2 separate regions of the Bombyx mori genome follow, and region 2 is linked to region 1. The links are chromatin contacts, called in public Hi-C maps. All regions are on one chromosome and are shown on one strand. Each heading gives the region's core, a stretch centred on a gene start, on an enhancer-like site or on the middle of the called end of the contact. The rest is flanking DNA. Distances are from core to core; before and after follow the strand shown. Region 1 overlaps LOC101736219 (C-terminal-binding protein). Region 2 overlaps LOC101736219 (C-terminal-binding protein).

Region 1 (6,707 bases), core at 2,644-5,143:
TATTACAACGCAAATCAATAAAACTATGCTGGCTAATTAGTTTAGATTGGTTTAACTTAAAACAAATTCAAAGCCAAGGTTATGTATTTAAAGAAGGTAAAAGCTACTGAACTACTAATTAATATCAACACGAAAACGAAAAAACATTTAAAAACCACCTCAAACTTTTAATCTAACTAAAATCTATACTAATAATATTATAAAGAGGAAAGATTTGTTTGTTTGTTTGTTTCGAATAGGCTCCGAAACTACTGGACCGATTTGAAAAATTATTTTTCCATTAGAAGCCGACATTGTCCCTGATGAACATAGGCTACTTTTTTTAATTTTTATTTTATTTTATTTTTTTGGTTTCATGTGTGTTTTAATGTTTCCGAAGCGAAGCGAGGGCGGGTCGCTAGTCAATAATAAAATGAAATGTTCCCGAAGCGAAGCGAAGGCGGGTCGCTAGTACTACATAAACACGTTATATTCCTAATAAGTGTAACTAAAACGAAGCTCCGAAAGATAACCTTATTGACATTAATAAACTGGTACATTCTAGAATGTAGCGCAGTTATCAAATGTTCATTTAAACTGACTTGTACATTAAAAATCAGAAATTTAAAATTTTAAAGATATTTTGCTACGTCTAAATTTAAATTTTCACGACCGCGCCCGCACATAAAAGGTCAAAAATTCTCTTAGTATATTTATTAGATACCAGATGATATTTTCGATTTATTTCATATAATATGATCTAAATTTCAACGAAGTTAATTAAAATACACTACAACTACGCACAATTTTATCACAACTAAGATTCTTTAATTCGAATACAAATTCCATACTACCTGGAGCCACTGAGTTCATCCACAGTACCTTTCCAGATCTTTTATGCCACGTACCATCCGGCTTTGGAATGAGCTCCCCTCCACGGTGTTTCCCGAGCGCTATGATGATTCAAATGAGGCTTGTGGAGAGTACTTAACGGTAGGTAGCGGCTTGGCTCTGCCCCTGGCATTGCTAAACTTCATGGGTGACAGTAACCACTCACCATCAGGTGTGCCGTATGCTCGTCTGCCTACAAAGGCAATAAAATAAATATCAATATGCAAGTTTTGTTTTCAAACAAAGCCATACTAAAATGTGGCCGGATTTAGCAAAAGCACTAATATATACGATTACTTAATCCATTAATATAAACTGGCAGCAACGCAATAATCATTGCCCATTCACTTATTATAAAAACCAATCTGAATTTTCTTTAGCAGTCAAAAGTCTGGACTTGAAGATTTTTTTACTAAAGTAAACCAACACGCACGAGAAGTTTAAATTGCGTTTTTGAAGCTGCCGCACTAAATGTCACTAATAAAACTAGAAAATATATAGGAAAGCATAAAATGTGAACGAGTCCTTGGCGGTTCAGTGAAACTAGCGCGGTCTAAGTAATTGCATTGGGCTTTAAACCTATATAGTAAAGCGCCACCGACGCAGGGCTGGAAATATAGATGTATATGGTAATTTGCCATAATTTTACTGGTGGTAGAACCAATTGTGTGTCCGCTACCGCTCTGCCTATTTCTGCCATGAAGCAGTGATGCGTTTCGGTTTGAAGGGTGGGGCAGCCGTTGTAACTATACTTGAGACCTTAGAACTTATGTCTCAAGGTGGGTGGCGCGTTTACGTCGTAGATATCTATGGGCTTCAGTAACCACTTAACACCAGGTGGGATGTGAGCTCGTTCACCCATCTAAGCAATAAAAAGAAAAAGTCTAAAGGCTAAAACGCACGGTGCATTCGTATCGAGCGATGCAAATGTGCCGGTGTTCGAATCCCGCAGGCAGGTACCTTTCTAGTTAAATACGTAATTAACAAATGTATACGATTGACTTTCACGGTAAAATCTGCGGTACAATTCACTTCACAGAGAAGAATAAGGAAAGATTGATTGATGATTAAAAATAGAAAGTCCAGACATAGCACGCAATATGGAAACTATTCAAATCCCAATAAAATCTTCTTTAAGCTGCCTCATTTTTCTTTTCATCTGTGCCTACTTACACTACTACTATTACCGCTTAACAAAATAATACCTTTACATGAATACCACCACCCATGAAGCCTTGATTGTATAACAGTTGTCCTAACGCTCAAAAAGGATAGCATGACAAATTGGCGGCAGAAATAGGCAGTATGGGTGATACCTACGTGATAACTTGCCAGGTAACACCAGTAGTGAGACAATGAAGTCAATTATTGACATTTCAAAATACTAGGTGGCAAAAAAACGAACTCCGTGAATTTATTTTTCAACTGACAAGCGGACATGATAAAAATTTAAAGTTCGTCCAAACTTTTTTAAACGACAACCCTGTACAAAGTTAAACTGTGAAAGAGTAACAAGAGCTACGGTCGCCTTCCTTTTAGTCCCTTTTAAAATTCGTCGTCAACTTTCCAGCTGAGTCACCCACCCAACCAACCCCCGTCGGCGGCATCCAAACTTCTTTTGTACCTATCTTTGGAGCAATTAAACTTGCTTCCTCAGCTGCTCTTGTTAATTAAGTGTTGTTTGTTTTAATACTGTTTTCTGCTTTTTGAAGTTTAAGAGGCTAAATTGTGTATCAGCATCTCTTTTCGAGATACCGAGTCAAAACTGTACAATAGATTAATATTATATACGTTAGTTTGCAGAAGATAATACGCCATAAAAATAAACCTTATAACCGTTAAGAAATCTTGTTGACAAGTCTCGATATTGTCCCATAAAATTTAAATAAATAGAGTCGGGCTTGTTTTCGAAAACAACGCCCAGCTATCTGGGCAATGTTAAACAAAACCGTTCACTAACAGAATCTCAGGCGGTCGACCTAATAAATTGTCTAGCTAGACGTTTTGAGCGATCCGTATAAAGTTAGCCAAGGCAAGCCTGTCGCTGACACCACACTCCACAAAAACAACGTGCCTTCACAATACTACAATAGGTGGCTGAGCTAAACGGTTTCCTGCCTCCCCCAACCCTCAATCTCTACAGTCGCCAGTTGTATGACTCAGCCTTAGGATCAAATTCAATGGCAGAACGACCGACTTGTTTTCGCAGTAAGCGCCGGTTTTTTGCTTCAATAAAGCATTCGGTAATGGCGATACTGCTAAGGATAGAGCGGTGAGGCACGACTTAGAATAAATTATTCGGAGCGCGCACGCCCAACGTTATTTTGCCGTTTTAATAAAACTTCCAACGAAGGTATGCCGTGAACGAAAAACTTTCTTTTGAGGTTGTTCCTGGGAGGTAGGTATTGGCGGATTGTTTCTCAGAATATAACTTGAAAACTCCTCAAAGGAACTTCGTTACAACTTTTGCAAATTTTAAAATGATTTCAACTTTGGTGATTATACGATTCAACAATTATAAGACAAGTACAATTGAAAATGCAATTTCGAAAAGGGCACATCTCTGAAAATGTAAAATGTTCAGGCCATGAAAAAAACTGATTATTTTCTAAAGTATTGTAAAATTTAAAATATTAACTTTTAGAGATATATTTTAGTGTTAATTAGCAATAGAAAATGACTGGAACTATTATAAAATGGGTGTAGCCAAGTCTCAAAACTACATGTATATGAAAAAACGTATTTGACAAAATATGCGACATGTGCCCTTTTCGAAATAGCATATTCAATTATACAACGAGTATTATCTCGTCGAAGCATCTATCAAAACGGCTTAAATTATTACCAGAAATTTCCATGACAAAGACACAATTGATGTGAATAAAACGCTTCGAAATGGAAGCGAAGCCTGACCGACAATTTCCGATACAAAACGAAATCCAATTAGCCATTCCATCCCGCCGGCTTTCATTAAGCGGCCGAACGAGTCGGGCCGATAAAAAACATACGTTCGCGAAAAACGGCTCACCAAAGACACGTCATTAAACACGATTTAATGTCCAGCATGCGGGCGTAAGCCGTGGTTTAATTACGCAAGAGTACGCGATAAACTACACGTATAGATACTAAGGGAACGCCTAATGGCAACAAGCTGTGACTTAATGAAGAATATATAAATGAAATTTCCAACATTATAAATTACTAGCCGTACTCGCCCGCTTCGCTGGACATTTAAAATTAACATTGTTATTTAATTTTATTGTCATTATTATTAGGGAGTCCAACACTCATATACATATAGCCTATCCATTAAGTACATTTATTTTCTACATGGATACCAAGTTTGAAGTCAATCGGATGCATGGTTTGGTAGTTATAACGGAACATCCGTAAAAACCACTGTAGATTTATTTATTAGTACAGATTGATACACGTGTTATTGTATTAAGTTTATTTAATTCATTACGCTTATGTAAGGCTTTGAAAACATCGATTTAAGTTTCGAAAAAGGCATACAAGTTATGGGTTCAAGATCAAGCGGTTTTTTTATTTTATTTTTTTCTTCCTATGCTGATAGCCTTGAGAGGCTATTTCAGCTTCACCCGAACGTGCGTAGGTGAGCTCACGGGGCTCAAATCGGAGAGTTGCTAAGACTGACCCTAGCAAGAGCAGTGCTTCACAGAATCTACCACCGGATCGGAAACGAGACCCACTGAGAAGATCCGGCGAGAAACTCAGTGTGCTGTGTCTATGGGTTAATTTGCTCGTCGAGCCCTTCGTCGCAAGCGACGGGTTCGACGAGGACGGTGACCGGTGCTTGTGGTACCTAAAAGCACCGTTAAGGGATCGGGAGGATCCGTAATGACGTGCTTTGGGCGACGTCGACTGTTTACCATTCGGTCTACAGGATCGGGTATAATCAAGCGACAAGTACGTCTCTTAATCACCATCCCGGTTGTACAATCAGGAATCATTTAACCGTATTTCATGTGTCTAAAAAGTCTACAAAAAAAAAAAACATTAAAATCTCCGTGCGATCGGTTGCCTCATACCTTGCCAGCCTTCGATCTTGTATCGAAAACACTGAAACAAAAGTACAGCACTAGTTTCGAACATTGTACATTAACGTCGTTCGTACGGCCAATACGTGTTGTACGTAACACTAGTTCGAAGGTAAATAATATCGAAACAGAACAACAACTATCGCACAACTAAAACAACAACTTGCTCGTAACTATGTACAAACTAGACTCGTTAGCGGATGATACACGCGAGTGCTCACACGATTAGAAAAGATGAAACATTATTCTAAGTTAATTTTAAAGTTGTGATCCTATAGGGTCATTTGCTGTATTACAAATGACTCTTTTTTTCCCTACCTATGCTGTAGCCTTGAGAGGCTTTTTCAGCTTCTCCTTGACATGGAGTGTTGCTAATACTGGCCCTAGCAATGGCAGTGCTTCGCAGAATCTACCAGCGGATCGGAAACGCGACCCACTGAGAAGATCCGGCCAGAAACTCAGTGGGCTGAGTCTACGGGTTAATGTATCTCTATGGTAATGTCAGCTAAGCTGACCCGATCTTAATCAGGGCAATGAAACAAAATACACTTAAGGCATTTTGGTGTTTAGAACAAATTATTTATGAAATTTCAAAACACACAAAATACAAATATCCCATTAAAATGAGTCAAAACACTTCTCTTTTTGATGTTGGATAAAATAACTACAGACAAAACTCCAATTCTTTTTTAAACGATTGTTTAAAGTAAAACAAAAGAAAAAGAAGTCCTATTAACGTATAGCTTTAGTACGTTAATGGAAGTGGAAGATAACAAAACGAAAAAGAAAGAAAGAAAAGAAAAAAAAACCAATTTCAGCGTATATCGATAGGTCGCCGCTTTAGGAGAACGGATGCACATCGATAACCTGAATAACCTCACCACTGAGAGCACTAGAGATCGAACAAAGCGATGGAAGAAATAGCTTCGGAGAATTCCCGTGTAAAAATGTGATTTCGACTCATCGTCCTCAAGATAATGTTTATTTTGTTTTGTTATTTCTATATGAATCCTTATAAGTATCAGGTATAGAAATATATACTTTGAATATGAAATGTAGCGAATGTTTTTTCATCTTCGTGTAAGTCTACAATATACGTAAGTACCTCTTTTCGGGATGGAGGGTTTGCTATTGGTCTGAAGTTAACGTCACTAATATGAACTAGAAGCGTCCAACAGGGCAAAGTGAAATTCACCACGGTGGGTTTCACCAAAACGTGACCAGATCCATCACGTTAGTTGACTGCTACGTACCTACCACAGATCGTGGCAATATACGCGCAATGGGTGGACGAGCTCGCAGCCCACCTGGTGTTAAGTGGTTACTGAAGCCCATAGATCTCTACAACCTCTCACCTTGAGATATAAGTTCTAAGGTCTCAGTATATACAGTTACAACGATTACCCCACCCTTCAAACCGAAACGCATTACTGCTTCACGGCAGAAATAGGCGAGGCGGCGGTACCTACGACCTACGACCACTTGAATTCGCGACGTAAAACAGTAGGTTACGTCTAAATTTCTTGAATTGTTGATATTAATTGACTAGTATCGCGTATGGCACTGTATGGCGCAATTAATAAAATTGACAAAGCGAATCACTTTATAGTTCGTTCAACAAACCATTAGTCCGAGACCGCAAATAACATATTTTAACAGAACCGACAAACATTTTAGCTTCTTTAAGATTGTCACGTACGAATCATATACGTTAATACGTATAACAAGCTTTACATCGTATTTCGGATTAGCTGAGTCCCACGATGTTATTATCGT
Region 2 (6,707 bases), core at 2,921-5,420, 99 kb before region 1:
CATTTTCATATTTATCTACCTTTTAAACCTTCTCTGGACTTCCACAAATAATTCAAGACCAAAATTAGCCAAATCGGTCCAGCCGTTCTCGAGTTTTAGCGAGACTAACGATGAGCAATCCATTTTTATATATATATGTCGTGGATAACGACTTTTAGTTGTCGTGGATAACGACTTTTAGTAAAAGACGGTGGTTTTGATTATTATTTTAAATGATGAGATGTTGTTTTGATAAATATCACAAAATGAAGGGTAGACTACGTAACGCCACAGTATAAAATGGCGGTACGTGGACAGAGTCGTGGCATTCCGTGTCAGACAGTCATTCAGTCCGTATCGGACGGTCGGTCCGGTTGAAAAGTTTTATTGACTAAACTGAGTTCAATCGAATACGAGTGATGACGAAACTACCGCTCAGCCATCCCTGACGTGTGCCGACATCAGAAGTGGGATAAATCGTACCGCTCCTACGGTTTAGTCAATAAAACTTTTCAATCATAATTATTGAAACTTAACACACACAACTTTCACAATGACAGGATAAACCGACAGTTTCGTTGCACATACCGACAGACTGACTGACTGCCAGAGACTCACTGACTGAGACGGACCGACCGTCCGATACGGACTGAATGACTGTCTGACACGGAATGCCACGACTCTGTCCACGTACCGCCATTTTATACTGTGGCGTTACGTAGTCTACCCTTCATTTTGTGATATTTATCAAAACAACATCTCATCATTTAAAATAATAATCAAAACCACCGTCTTTTACTAAAAGTCGTTATCCACGACATATAGATATACTATATAGATATAGATATACTATATAGATTGTATAGGTGAGTGGACGAGCTCACAGCCCACCTGCTGTTAAGTTGTTACTGGAACCCGTAGACATCTACAACTTGCCAATAACCTTGAGACATGAGTTCTAAGGTCTCACTTATAACAGTACAACGGCTGCCCCACCCTTCAAACCGAAACGCATTACTGCTTTACGGCAGAAATAGGCAGGCGATTACAATGTCGCATTTAGATACACAATCAGGTGTGTATTCATTCAAGTTATCAATCAGATTGTAATTGTTTTTAACATGTTCTAGGTGTGACCATTTTAAGGATGTCATTTTTTTTTGTTATAATATGCCATATACCATGTCTTGCATCGCTTGCTAGCAAGCAGACTGCCAAACCCGACCAATCATGAAAAAAATCACTGTGCACAAGACTTAGAAAATATTGGCCACGATTTCTACCATAGCCTGATACAGCGATAACGATGTGATGTTAATAATTTAACGGAATAATTGTTTTGCGTACATATACGTACTAATAAAAAACATCTTAAAATTTTTAACCGTGTTTTAAATTCTCCGATAAACTCCAACTTTGGGTGCTAATTAAAAAAAAAACTAAAAATGTACATTTTAAAGTCAGCCGTTGTATAATCGTATTATTTAGTAACATAATCAACCTAAGAACATTGAATAAATTTACATATAAAACCACGTCCATTACATTTAAATAATGCGTCATACCTACTTAATTATGTATGAGGTGCAAGTCTGCTGAACTATACACAAATAAATAGATACGAACGTCTAAAATTGGTAGCACTTCACTTATTTTCAAATGTTTTATAAAATACAGATTAAAAAATGTACTATAGTACTCTATACAATACACTTTTTAAGTCGTCGTGGCCTAAGGGATAAGACGTCCGTCCGGTGCATTCGTGTTGAGCGATGCACCGATGTTCGAATCTCAGGCGAGTACCAATTTTTCTAATGAAATACGTACTCAACAAATGTTCACGATTGACTTCCACGGTGAAGGAATCACATCGTGTAATAAAAATGAAACCCGCAAAATTATAATTTGCGAAATTCCTCGTGGTAGGACCTCTTGCGAGTCCGCGCGGGTAGGTACCACCGCCCTGCCTATTCCTGCCGTGAAGCAGTAATGCGTTTCGGTTTGAAGGGTGGGGCAGCCGCTGAAACTATACTTGAGACCTTAGAACTTATATCTCAAGGTGGGTGGCGCATTTACGTCGTAGATCTCTATGAGTTCCAGTAACCACTTAACACCAGGTGGGCTGTGAGCTCGTCCACCCATCTAGCAATAAAAAAAGAAGTAAATAACGATATTATACTATCTTCAAATCTACACCTAACACTTATGATAATGAATAACAAAACAACTAAAATGACGAGAAACAGCCACGACAAAATTATCGCGTCTCGCAATTTAATAGAACAACGCAGAATGCTATTCACGATTCAAAGTTAATATCACAAAAAATATTCCAAGCACCTAAGGGGTTACAACAATGGAGTTGAACGTGTACCGTAACGAGTTATAATTCAATAAGCCGGGTTGGTTTGGTTATCACCGCGCGTTTCATTCAATATTACTCGAACAGTTAGTTACTTCGTTGCGCTGATTGCACGCTAAAATGGCTTGGTATTTTTGTTTTGTTTATCTTCGCTTCTTAAAAAATATGAATGTGCTTACTAATTGTGGAATATTAAATTGAGTTTAAGCAGTAATAATTTCGAGTTCATTCAAAATGACGATTATTCTACTTGTACTAAATCTGTAATTGTTGACAAAATATATACTCCCATCTGTTGTAACGGCCTATTAAAATCTACTCTATCTAGAGTTAGAATTACTAATAAAAAAAACCACTAATGACAACACAGAATAACGTCATGTGACTAATTGCTTTGTATACTTAAGATGCGGTTACCTTGTCGTGCATTTTAACCCCAAATGACGTCACACTATATGATATTCCGTGTGGCCAAGTTTTAAAACGCTACAGTCTAAGCTGGGTTTCAGTCCATGATCGTAAAAAGTTCACGATAACATGCTTACTACTACTAACATCGAAACAAACCGCTTACAAACCATAAGCGACTAACCAAACCCAGTCAAAGCCGATAAAAAGTTCAAAAACCGAATTTAGTTTTACTACGAAAGCATTCCAAATATTAAACATTATCGAGTAATTAAAAAATGCTTAAGGATCATAAAAACAAACTGCGCTCAACGTGTTTACAGTATAAAGATATTTTTTATCGCGTACGAGGCGATAAATTCTTAGAAAGAAATAACGGATACACAGTTCACCGTACCAGATCACAGTTCGCGATTTACATTCATCATCTTTATACCTTTTTTTTTATTGCTCCGGAATGCAAACTAACATACGGACCACGTCGAGATGACCTGTCACCCTCAGTTATGAGCATTGACAATGTCAAGGACACAGCCAAGCCACCGCCTACCGCTCAGGACTCTTTACTAACTTCATTTGATAAAGAACTTGTCATTGAGTTCACGATACACTTTATGGCGGTACATAAACAATTTTAATCATTTTATCGATAACAAAGGTATTGTGTTGGGCACGAACAGGTAAGCACCGGTTCGATTTAAATACTTCCAAGAAATATAAATGCCAATTTTATCTAATAATCCGAAATTATTGTTGATAAGGAGTGTTGTCGATCTTTATTTTAATACTTTTACATACATATTTGATTATTTTAACAGAGTGCGTCATTAGATAAGTTTTTTTTAGAGTGTAATTGAACGAAAATTTTGTCGAAGTCATTGGGCGTTTTAGAAAATCGAAATATAGCTAACTGTAAAACTAGGCAAGCGAATAAACTTTGGGCACATCGATAACAATGATTAGCGATTCTAGTATTTGATAAAAGATAGATTACGAACGAGCACTATTAGCTGCAAACCCCGTAAGCGTAATCGTCTTTGATAAATAATATCGTTATAATATGTCGAAAAAAAAAAACCATCCCCACTTTTACCCATCTTATTCTTATTCGGTTTGAAAGACGTTGTAACTATACTGACACCTTAGAACTCATATCTCAAGGTGGGTGACGGTAATTACGTTGTAAATGTCTATGGGCTGCAGTAACCACTTAACACCAGGTGGGGTATGAGCTCGTCCATCCATCAGCAATAAAATAAAATAAAATAAACATTTTACTAAATAATTTGTAATCAGATTTCTCAACATATAAGCATTGACGAAAAGATGCAACCCAAATAATAATTTTATTCCCGTTGGCATCGCAACTTGTACAGTAGCAGCAGCACCTTATTACAATATAAACAACGTACACTTGTATTGTGTGGAGGTATATTTTATGCGCGCACATAATCCGAGTCGGTGTCGACGACCGACTTACAAGAGCCAAGGTTGCTGTTTGATAAACATTACGTGAACGACTTTCACGTTGTTTCATTAAATATTTTGTACGGATTTCGAGTCGATTCAAGGTATTTATTTATTCTATTTGGATAGGAAAAAATAAAAACAGATTTTATCGAAGTGACATTATTAAATTCATTTTAAATTGATGAATCCGTCAATGAAAAAGAAAACGTTACCTAATAATTAACATTAAGAAAACAATTATTAAATACTGATCGTAAGTAAACAAAATCTGAAATAGTCAACGATCAATGAAAAACCAACTAGAAATTGTAATACAATTAGCTACTGCGTATTTGTTATCATAGCGCACAGGCTAAAGTGATCGCAGTTCGGAAAACGTCCTACGGAACCCGTCCCGAATAATTAAACCATCAGTCGGATTAAACTAATAATTTAAACTTTCGTCATACCGAAACGGAGTTATTATTATTGTCGAGCGAAGTTTCGAACGTTGAAACTGAAAAGTAATTCCTGACTGGGACCGGAGTTTTCAGAATTTCGACAAACTTTCCCGGGGGCAGACGAAAACAGATTTGTTCGCAAACAAAGAGGCCTCCGGGGCCTCACCCCCAAGGGCGGAAAGGGGCCGCAACCCCTTCGGCCAAGTTTTGATGGAAACCAAATAGGATTAGCACGAGGAAAGAATAAGTGGAGTGAGCTCGAAAGGCGGAAACCGGTTTGTTGAGTGCGGCGGCCGCGCTCCGTTACATTGCCCGCCCGGTATGGGTATGAGTTGGCAATCGAACTCACTATTCAATCTTAACGCTTCTGATTTTCAATAATCTAATCAAATTAAAACTTGTTATTCGGATCGATTCGTTTCAAATTTCATTAAGGACTAGATTGATTTGATTGTCAAGTTTTCCAGTATTAGATATACAAACTGACCTTGATTGCAGGGGTCCGTTTGCAATAGGACCCCGCATACTATCCATGCGCGCTCTCTTTGGCAGCATCTTGCGTTTGTCCATTTAAAGCGGCAAAGCCGCTTTAATATATGTTCCGCAGCGCGTCACCTGTAACAAAATAATTAAGTACAATTACATACGTTTCAAGGACACAAAATAATTTTGGAGAAACCTCTAAGACAGACAATGTATTTTTTTTTTGTCTTCTATAGGAAAATGATCTAACAAATTCAATAATATCTCGTATTCATTATTTCGGATCCCAGTTTGTTAACAATATTTTCAGATTGGTTAGTCCCAATCGTAGCAATCTAATTCACAAAACTTGGAAGTTTTCTCTTTAATGGCTTTGCGTAAATAGATTGTGATACCTACCTACCCGTTCAGGCTAAAAATAACCGTACCATAATTTTTGTGGTGTTAATAAATATTTAATAATTATAATATGAGCTTGAGAGCATCGTCTACAGTTTCCACTGATATATCTATTACGACGTTTACTCTTGTAATTTCCTTTTTGTTTTTCCTACCTATGCTGATAGCCTTGAGAGGCTATATCAGCTTACCTTAGCGTGTGTAGGTGAGCTCACGGGGCTCAAACCGGAGAATTGGTAACACTGACCCTAGCAAGAGCAGTGCTTCGCAGAATCTACCACCGGATCGGAAACGCGACCCACTAAGAAGATCCGGCGAGAAATTCAGTGGGCTGTGTCTGTGGGTAATAATTTCCAATACGGGTTACATACATGGTTCTGAATAAAAAGCCTCCCATTGTTTATTTCGGAACTTTATTTGTATAAACGAGCATCATTGTTACTCACAATGTGATCAGTTGGTTGGTTGCGGTCACACAGCCCAATTGCAGGTCTTGTGTCGCTTTTTTGACCTGAGGCAGAAAGATAACTTCAGTATTTTTGTATCATTTTTAATATTAAATTTTGTGTTTTATTCCAATTCCCATTTAATCCTAAAAGCATTTGAAGATTTCATTGATATTTCGTCCAAAGAAGTATCTTACATAAAGAAAATGCTATTAATAATATATATTTTTCCTTTTGATTTTATTATCTATTTTCCAATGACTGGTATATTATAAATAGAAAAAGTAACGAATGCTTGCGACAACTTTGTTGCTCTTGCGTGCAATACGTAACGTATCTGACCTAACTTGTGTATAAAGAACCTTTTAACTGAAATGAATCTCCACAAAGTTACACCTCATTTTTCCTGAGGATTACAAAAAACTTGTTACATTAAAACAGTTTCTAGTTTGCAGAGATAATTCCTATCACATTTAATACTATTGTGGCGGGTAGCCATCATACAACGCAAGATACCTGACAGATACCTGAATCTCGCTTACGACATTTTCAAAATAAAGCGCATATATACAAGTTCCGAACAACAACATTCGGACCGTCGGTCTACCGAACAATATCACGCGCTCGGTGGAAGATCTTTCATATGATATGATATCTATATCATATGATGGCTACCGCCACACTATAAAACAAGAGCTCGAAATCTTTTTCGGAGAAACC

Evidence for each region. A called contact is a pair of places that touch in the nucleus more often than the background predicts.
Region 2: a contact with region 1 is called in a Hi-C map of middle silk gland, with 2.1 times the contacts expected there. The contact joins two enhancer-like sites. A contact is called at or near these places in 3 of 7 Hi-C or Micro-C datasets (middle silk gland and whole pupa).

The regions. Positions count from the first base shown.
Region 1 is chr26:9,977,252-9,983,958 of ASM3026992v2, reverse strand. The region is part of intron 1 of LOC101736219 (C-terminal-binding protein); the gene reads right to left. Among protein-coding and RNA genes, the nearest start is that of LOC101736219, 18 kb to the right of the region's middle. Within about 2 kb of position 3,893, at least 7 of the 8 cell types and tissues checked have open chromatin away from gene starts, as enhancers often do.
Region 2 is chr26:10,076,339-10,083,045 of ASM3026992v2, reverse strand. It overlaps LOC101736219 (C-terminal-binding protein), which reads right to left. Exons shown (of 14, transcript XM_062676354.1): 5 at 5,988-6,052; 6 at 5,147-5,274. The coding sequence starts at 5,229. Among protein-coding and RNA genes, the nearest start is that of LOC101741464, 74 kb to the left of the region's middle. Within about 2 kb of position 4,170, at least 7 of the 8 cell types and tissues checked have open chromatin away from gene starts, as enhancers often do.